Linked DNA regions of Gossypium arboreum: region 1 is linked to region 2. The links are chromatin contacts, called in public Hi-C maps. All regions are on one chromosome and are shown on one strand. The core of a region is the stretch at or near the end of the contact, and the rest is flanking DNA. Distances in the headings are between cores, read along the strand shown. Region 1 holds the start of LOC108462006 (pollen-specific leucine-rich repeat extensin-like protein 3). Region 2 has its middle 37 kb from the start of LOC108458196.

Region 1 (4,831 bases), core at 785-3,284, 38 kb before region 2:
AAACGAAGCTGCCGACCAAATGGCAAAATATGCTCTTAATGGTGTATCATGATTACTCTATTTGGAAGAGCCCCAAATTCGCTACGTGATTTATTGTTGGTAAATTATGTTTCAAGTCCCTGTATTCTTTGCATATTTAGAATTTAGTCTCTTCACCTTTTGGATTTAAAAATTCAAGTCTAATTGTTAACATTGTTAAAATTATTTTGTTAAATTCGTTGGTGTAACAGTTTGATATAATAAAACTACCCACATGGTAACCATGTAATAAAAGAAATAACATTGTAAGTAACTTGAATTTAACAAAAGGATTTTAATAACATTAACAATTGAACTTGCATTTTAAATTTTAAAAAGTGAAGAGACTAAATTCCATATCTCTGAAGAGTATAAGGACTTCTACAATTAATTTGACCAACTCATATTCAACATAAATGTTTGTAAAAATTATTTGTTTCAATCATTATTGCTCCATTACTTAATTATTAGTTTAAATCTTAACTTTAAAACTTAAAACAATCATAATTAAAATTTGTTTGATATATTATATATTTAAGGCTAAAATATGTCATAAGTCTTGTACCTTTCACAAATTTGGAATTTAGTCCAGTACTTTTACTTTTAAGAATTTAATCCCTTTACTTTTTAGATTTAAAATTAAATTCAAATTCAACTATTAACATTGTTAATATTTTTGGTTAAATTTGTTGGTTTGACATTTTAAATAAAAATACTCACTTGGTAGTCATGTAACTAAAAGAATGATGTTGCAATGGACCTAAATTTAACAAAATAATTTTAACAATATTAACAATTGGATCTGTATTTTGAAATATGATACGTAAAGGAACTAAATTCTAAATATTCGAAGAGTACATAGATTTATGGCATATTTTAACCTATATTTAACCTTAAAAAAAACAAAATCCCAACCATGTCAATCGGACAAGGATGTAATTAGAAAAGAAAAGACTAGGTCAAATCATTTCGTGTTTTTTGGACTATATTGTGCTCAAATTTGAGATTAGATCTTTATACTTAAATTTTTTACTTAATTTAGTGCGTCAACATTTTTAATACCATTAGTTAGCTTAAATACTTTATTTTAATTAAAATATTGATGAAAATTTAAAGAATTGTTAACATCGTTCATTTTTTATTAAATTCAAATACATTACAATATCATTTTTCATGATATGATTATTGAGTGAGTATTTTTTGTTAAAATTTTAGAATGTCACGCCAACAACTTTAACAGAAGAATTTTAACGGTATTAACTATTTGGCCTAAATTTATAAATTCAAAAAATAGATGGACTAAATTCTTAAACAATAAAATACATTAACTAAATTTCTCATATATAGAGAGAGTACAAAAACTTGGAGCCTATTGTAACCTTTAAAATATTACTTTTTAGTCCAAAATAATTAACCCAATGTGTAACGTGGTTCGAAAACCAATTATTAGTTTAAATCTTAATCTTTTAAACTTTTTAAAAATCATAATTAAAATTTATTTGATATATATTATATATTAGTTAAAATGTTCTTCTACTTCTCGATTTCAAAATTCAAGTCCAATTGTTAACATTGTTTTCTTTGTTAAATTTGTTATTGTGACATTTTGAAATGAAAAACTACTCGTTTGGTAGCCATGTAATTAAAAAAAATGTTGTAATTAACCAGATATTTAAAAAATATATATTAACAGTATTAACTGTTGGACTTGAATTTTAAAATATGAAAAATAGAGAGACTAAATTCCCAGAAATACAAGTACAGGGATTAAATTCCTAATTTTCAAAAAGTGTAAGGACTATATGTATTTTTTAACTTTATATATATATAACCTTAACCTAGCAAAAACAAAAGACAAAATTCCAACCATGTCATTCGGACAAGAATGAGATGTAATCAGAAAAAAAGAAAAGACTAGGTCAAATAGTTAATTAGGGGCTTACAAAACAGAGGCCCCAACCATCAATTGTTGGTCCCTAAAATTAGAATTCACCCCCTCCAAAATTTTTGTGGTGTCTAAAATGATCCTAACAAGCTTCCCCCATCACCTTCATTTGTTGTCTAAACCCATGCCCTTTTCACATTGCTCAATATCATCCTCCTCACATCAATGTCCCTCATTGACAATCCTATGTATAAGCTTCAAAGATTACAGGCCTTTGGTTGTTTTCTTTTATTCTCTTCTCTCTTCTCTTTGTTACCAACATCCACCACCTTTGCATTAACCGATGCGGAAGCGGCCTACATTGCTCGCCGCCAGCTTAAGACTCTTCCTCCTAACGATGAACTCCCTCCGGAAGTCGAATATGAGGTTAAAGTATCTTTAACGTTTTCCAACCAGAGGCTGAAGAAAGCATACATCGGCCTTCAGGCTTTGAAAAAGGCTATATACTCCGATCCTATGAACAAGACTGGCGATTGGGTAGGCTCCAATGTGTGCAATTACACTGGCGTGTTTTGTTCCGAGGCGTTGGATGACAAGAGCTTAACTGTGGTTTCCGGGGTTGATCTTAATCATGCTGACATTGCAGCACACTTTCCAGCTGAGATGGGGTACATGACCGATCTCGCGTTGATCCATATAAATTCCAATAGGTTCTGTGGGATTGTACCTAAAACGATGTCTAGACTAAAGTTGATGTATGAATTTGATATCAGCAATAATCGTTTTGTCGGTCCTTTCCCTGAAGTTGCCCTTTCATGGCCTACCATTAGGTTCCTTGATCTAAGGTACAACAACTTCGAAGGTATCATACCGCCCGAACTCTTCGAAAAGAACTTGGATGCCTTGTTTTTGAACAACAATAGGTTCCAATCCACCATCCCCGAAGCGATCGGTAAATCAACCGTTTCCATCGTGACGTTCGCCAATAACAAATTCGAAGGATGTATTCCACACAGCATCGGTAAGATGTCTAATTTGAACGAGATTATCTTTATGAACAACAACCTCGTCGGTTGTTTCCCAGAGGAAGTCGGGATGCTTACCAACGTAACGATATTCGACGCTAGCTCGAACGCATTCACGGGTTCTTTGCCGGAAAGTCTTACCGGTATGAAAAGCATCGAATCCTTAGATCTTTCACACAACAAGCTAACCGGAACGGTGCCGGAAAATGTTTGTAAGTTGCCGAAGTTGTCTAATTTCACATTTTCTCGCAACTATTTCCAAAATGAGCCTAATGCTTGTCAAGTACCTTCCAAGAAAGACATTGTGTTTGATGACACCTATAATTGTTTGCCTGGTCGGCCAAAACAAAGATCAAATAAAGAATGCCAACCTGTAATAAGCCAACTTGTTGATTGTAGTAAGGATAAGTGTGCCGGCGGCGGGGCTAGGTCACCACACAAGCCAAAACATAAACCAAAGCCAAACCCGGAACCTCAACCGCCTAAGCAACCACACCCGCCAACTCCGGTACAACATCATCATCCACCATCACCGCCTAAAGAATCTCCGAAGACTCCTATTGAACAAGAAGGTAAAGAAGAAGTATCCCCACTCGAGCGTTCTAGGCCACCAGCACCACCAATTCACCCTCCACCCGTCTCCTCACCACCACCTGTCCATTCTTCACCTCCACCGGTTAAGCCACCACCAGCACCGGTTTACTCCCCTCCACCACCTGTCCATTCTCCACCACCACCGCTTAAGTCACCGCCACCAAGACCTACCGAGGGAATTCACCTCCCGCCAAACTTGGGATTCCAATATTCATCACCTCCTCCACCCATGTTCCCAGGCTACTAAATAGTATTATAAAACCTTTTTATTTTGTATAAAAGGGGTAACAAATCATGTTGTTAAATCCCAATATCTTACCGTTGGGATTATATTTTGTTTTAGAGATTGAATCTCCTAGGTTAAAATTTATTATTATTCCCTATGAAAATTTTAGATTTAATTTTTATATATTTTAATTTGATCAATTTAACCTTTATATTCTTCGAATTTGTCAATTTTAGCCTTAACTCAAACAATAGCAATAAAATCTGTTTGTTTAATTTCATTTTGGTTTTGGTTGAAATGGTAAAGATCATGATATTTTGGTTTCAAATCCTATATATTACATGTATAAAAATTTTCTAATTTTATATAAGAATATAAAAGATAAAAATACCCTTAAAATAATATTGATTGCTTCATAAAAGTAATGAATTTTTGGTAATTTCACAACTGAACTGAGATTTGATTAAAGAGTGTCATCAACTCAATCAAACCTCTAAATAATAGTATTGATTAATATCATTTTGCATAGCTACACGTGACATTTACCATTTGTTCACGGTTACGACGAAATTCGCATAAAAATAAAAATAAAAAAATTTCTAAAGAGTAGTATTGAAATAAGATATATTGCATTGCATCTAGTTATTTTAAGTATTCAAGTTCGAGTCTTATAATGCTCAACTATAACGTGTGAATCTCTAATTTTACCATGTACAGCTATCATATATGGAATTTACCTAATTATTTTTCTAGTCTTTATCCATTTATATTTTATATTTATTTGATCGTACTTTATATCTGCTCCAATATAAATTTGTATTTATATTATATTATAAACTTACAAAATTTGTTGATAATATTTTAGTAAACATGATGACATAGATGATGTTAAGTTAATTTTTTAGGTTGTTTTATTCATATTCATGTACACAATTCCATGCTTATAAATTCGTAATCACTAGAATTGATCATGGGCCGGTCATCTGGCCCGGCCCGAAGGTACGCCCGAAAAATGAGAGGATTCATGCAAAAATATTGGCCCGAAAAATGGGCTTGGATAAAAAATGAACTCGTTGAGAAAAT
Region 2 (4,631 bases), core at 682-3,181:
ATGATACGAGAGGAGTTTTGACTACATCTATTTAAGGGTTAAAAACTCTGTTCTAATCAAAGTTTGTATTTATTTCTTCAACAAGTGACAGGATTTAAGTCCTATAATCTCTAACATTAACTAATGACATTGTGAAAGTAGATAATTAAAGTATATCAAATTAAAGTAAAGAACAAAACTAAATATTAAATTTGATCGTAATAGAAGGACCAAAACCAAAATTTATCCAAAAACTAGAATAGAAATATTAGAACCATTTACATAAGAAGTTTTCGAATATATTTACTTTTTAATTCTTGAAAAAAAATGGTAAAAAGACTTTTCAATCCCTCTTGATATCAATATTGAGTAAATTGATCCCTTCTAGAAAAAGTGGATCAATTTAATCCCTGTTAAATTCGAAAGTGAGCAACTAAAACAATTAATAATTGCATTAATGTTTCACGTCATTTGTATATAATTTTGATTGGTATAATAACAAATGTACTTCTCAAATGTACTTCTCAAAGTTTATACTTTCTGTCAATTTTGTATTGATTTTACAAGTTTAGTCCACAAAATTTATGTAAATATTGAGACTAAATTGGTTGAACCTTTTAGAATCAAAACCAAGTTGACAATATATGTAAACATCGAAGGCTAAAATTGTTATTATATCAATTTAAATTTTGTACAATTAACGGAAGATATTAATACAGTGATTAGTTGTCCTTAATTACTTACTTTTAAAATTTATAAAGATTAAATTACTTGATTTTTTAAAAACCAACTTAGATGAAAATCAAAATATTCTTAGTTTTAGAAAAAATACCACTCCTACAAAACATCAACATACTCTATTTAATACACAATTTGGTACTCAATTTTGATACTTTTTAATATGGTACCTATATTATTTTTACTCGATATGGTATCTGTATTTGACAAAATTTATATATTTTGATACCTTCAGTTAGTGTTAACTTCTTAGTGTTTAATTGGGCTTTAGTGTTGATTTGATGAAAATTCATAATTAACTAATAATATTATAAAGTAATTTCTATCAAATCAACACTAAAACTTGAATTAAATCATATTCATCTATTATATTTGAAAAATTAAATGCAAAAATAAACAAATTCACAATTAACACTAATTTTATTCTATTAAAGAAAAATTAAACCTGATAATATCGGTAATTAACTTTTATTAAATCAACTTGAAAACTCATATTAAACATTAAAAGTTATCGTTACCTTTGGGTAATAGAATATACAACTTTTGCCAAATGCAAATATTAGATTGGATCAAAAATAATACAAGTACCGAATTAGAAAAAAAGTATCGAACTCGGATAGCAAATGATATATTAAACCTAAACAATACTGTAGTTTGATATAAACAAAATGTTAAAATATGCCCAAGTCTTCGTACTGTTTATAAATTCAAAATTTAATCCTTCTACTTTTATTTCAAATAATTTATTCATTCTACTTTTCAAATTTAAAATACTACTTCAATAATTAATACAGTTAAAATTTTCTATTAAATTAAGATTTATTACAATGTCATTTTCTTTGTTACACAGCAATCTAGTCTTTAAAAAAATTAAAATGTAATACAAATAAATTTAACAGAAAAATTTCAACGACATTATCTATCTCAAATTTTGAAAAATGAAAATTCATGAAATTCCGGAAAATAAGAATAGAATAAATTCTAAAATACAGAAAGTACAACTGAACAGTTTAGTACACAATCAAATTTCGAAACCAGTGCTAACAAAGAAAGAGCAAATTACCAAATGGTCCAAACCTCCAATGTTTTTTTTTTTTTTTTTTTACAAAAACGGAATACTTTAAAATGGCCCGACAAAGGGGAGCGGAGGGGACAAAGACCGCATCCTCATTGCCACCGGCGGGGGCGGCCTGCGGTGGCGGAGGTTTTCGTTAATCACCTTCTCGACCTGAGCAATGACAAACTTTATAGCGAATTTCACTAGCTCTATGCAAATCTCCAATCTCTTAACCAACATTGTCGCAAAGCTCTTTGCTCCTTCTGCTGCTGCTATTTTTTTTTTCTTTTTTCTTTTTCTGAGCTTCATGATTATCGGTTTCGTGTTTATATACCACTGAACGGCGTTAGTGGACAAACAAAAAGGTTAAATATACAAATAGTCCCTGTACTTATCAAAATTTATAAATTTAGTCCTTATACTTGTATTTTCAGGAATTTAGTCTATTTTTCAGATTTCAAAATTCTATCCCAACTATTAGTACTGTTAATTTTTTGTTAAATTCAGGTTAGCTACGACATCTTTTTTTTTAAATTACATAGCTCGTAAGTGAGTAGTTTTTTTTTTCAAAATGTCACAACAATTAATTTAACAAAAAAAATTTAACCATGTTAACATTTGAACCTAAATTTTAAAATATGAGAAGTAAAGAGACTAAATTTCTAAAAATATAAGTATAGGGGCTAAACTAATTTTCAAAAATACAAAGACTATATGTACATTTTAACCAAAAGGAAATAATAAATGATTGCTAAGAGTGTATAATAAGGCCTTTTGAGGTTTAATTCACTATTTAACCCTTGAATTATATATTTTGTTCATTTTGTATTTAAATTATAATGTTGTTTCGGTTTATCACAACAATTTAAAGACAGCTTAAAGTATGAAAATTAAATCATAAATTTAAACATAATAGAAGTACTAAAATTGAAATTTAACCACTAATCTATAATAATAAAATGAAAAAGAAAGCACCATAAGAGATACAACCTTCCTTTTATAGTTTATCTAAATTTTAAACTTTATACTTAAAATATCTTATCCATTTATTTATTAAATAATAAATTAAAATTGAAAAATATTTATTCAAATTTATTAACTTTTTTCTATACTCAAAATATCTTATCCATTTATTTATATATATAAAGAATTCTTAATGTGCCGATGAGGATTTGGTTTAATGATAAAGTTGTGAGTCCAAGAATTTCTAAATATTAAGTTCAAGTACCCTCCGTGTTTATGTTTTACTATGTATGAGTACTATTTCGATGATAATTACATTCTAATTTAAATCGTATCATGTGTATAGATTTATTCGAATATAATTTATATTATCAATCTCTTTGTGCATTTTGATGATGTGGTTCTTATTTTAATTGCTCAAATGTACACTATTTATCACTATACTTATAATTTGTCATTTAATTATTAGTATGTTTATGTTTTGACTACTCAATTTTAAAAAATTACAAAATGGTTATTGAGCTATTTAAATGTTTTTTAAAGTCCGGATAGCGAGCTCTAATTGATGATTTGATGATTGGTACTGTGGATCAATACCCATCTATGATTAGAAGAACATATCTTAGATTCAAGTCGATCTGACAGTTAGTATTGGAGATTAGAGAAGAAAGTTGTTTGGATTTTGGTTTGTAGATTCGTGATGTTCAAATTTGTATCATGAAAAAAATCGAACTATAGAGGATTTTCGATTGGTGCAAGTGATGCGAATAAATAAGGCCATATGATAACTATTTTAACAACTCGATGTCTTAAATGAAAACTTTCGAATAGTTAATGACCATTTTGTAACTTTTTAAAGTTGAGTGATCAAAACATAAATTTACTAATAGTTTAATGACCTTAGTTAGAATTTACCATTTTTCAACGCCGTCGCTTAAACGCAGTTTTGGATTTGTCTTTTTTAATTTTATTGCATGAACATGAAGTCATCTCATGTACAGGGACTTGAAAATGATGGAATCTTGTCGGAACTGGAAATGCCACTGTATATGTAGGGACAGCATAAATGCCCATGCCAAAATACATACGTACAATCAACGGTGGAGCCTCAAATTTTGTTGGGGACCGTAAATTAAATTGTAAATTTTGTAATAATAAAATATAATTTTATTATTTTAATAATTTATATATTTATAAATTTTAAATGATTAAATTAAATTTTATTATTTTGAAGGATCAAAATGTAAATTTATTATTACTAATTTAAAATTTTATAAATTATAAAATACTTAAATTAAAATTTTACCATTTTAAGATCCACTATATTTTGCCACCACGTATATCCATCGCATATTTTTACCCATGTAAATAGTATAAAATATAGGTATATTGTACTATCTCATTTAAACTCAAGTGTAACTAGATGTAGGTAAAATTCGATTCAATTCGAAAAATAAAAAAAAATTTTAAATTTTGAGTTAATTGAATCGAGTTATTAGACTCAACTCGAATAAGTGATTCGAATTTGAGTTTGAATCTATTTGAATTTTACAATTCAAATAATAGATTGATATAAACACCCTTCGGTCCCTACTAAATTTGAAAATGAATAAATTGATCACTCTCTAAAAAAAATTACAAAAGAAAATCAAAATATTTATAAAAATTCAAAATTTATATTTTTAAAAATTATAATAATTTTAATAAAATTCTAAAGAATATATAAAGAAATTTAAAATGTAAAATTTTTCTAAAATAATAATTTTGGGACCTAAATAAGTTAATTAATAAGTTTATCATACTAAAGTATCTTCTTCTTTTTTATTTGAAATATTTTTCAAATATATATGGTTTCAAATTCATGTGCTCCAATATGAAATTAGTTATACTGTAA

Evidence for each region. A called contact is a pair of places that touch in the nucleus more often than the background predicts.
Region 1: a contact with region 2 is called in a Hi-C map of leaf, with 1.7 times the contacts expected there. The contact joins the promoter of LOC108462006 here to the enhancer-like site in region 2. A contact is called at or near these places in 3 of 5 Hi-C or Micro-C datasets (all in leaf).

Annotation. Positions count from the first base shown.
Region 1 is chr4:118,733,897-118,738,727 of ASM2569848v2, reverse strand. It overlaps LOC108462006 (pollen-specific leucine-rich repeat extensin-like protein 3), which reads left to right and starts at 2,034. Exons shown (of 1, transcript XM_017762015.2): 1 at 2,034-4,020. The coding sequence starts at 2,129. The coding sequence ends at 3,769.
Region 2 is chr4:118,695,916-118,700,546 of ASM2569848v2, reverse strand. No RefSeq gene overlaps it. Among protein-coding and RNA genes, the nearest start is that of LOC108458196, 37 kb to the right of the region's middle. Within about 2 kb of position 1,931, at least 2 of the 2 cell types and tissues checked have an H3K27ac peak or open chromatin away from gene starts, as enhancers often do. A contact at or near this core is called in leaf, where this site is marked.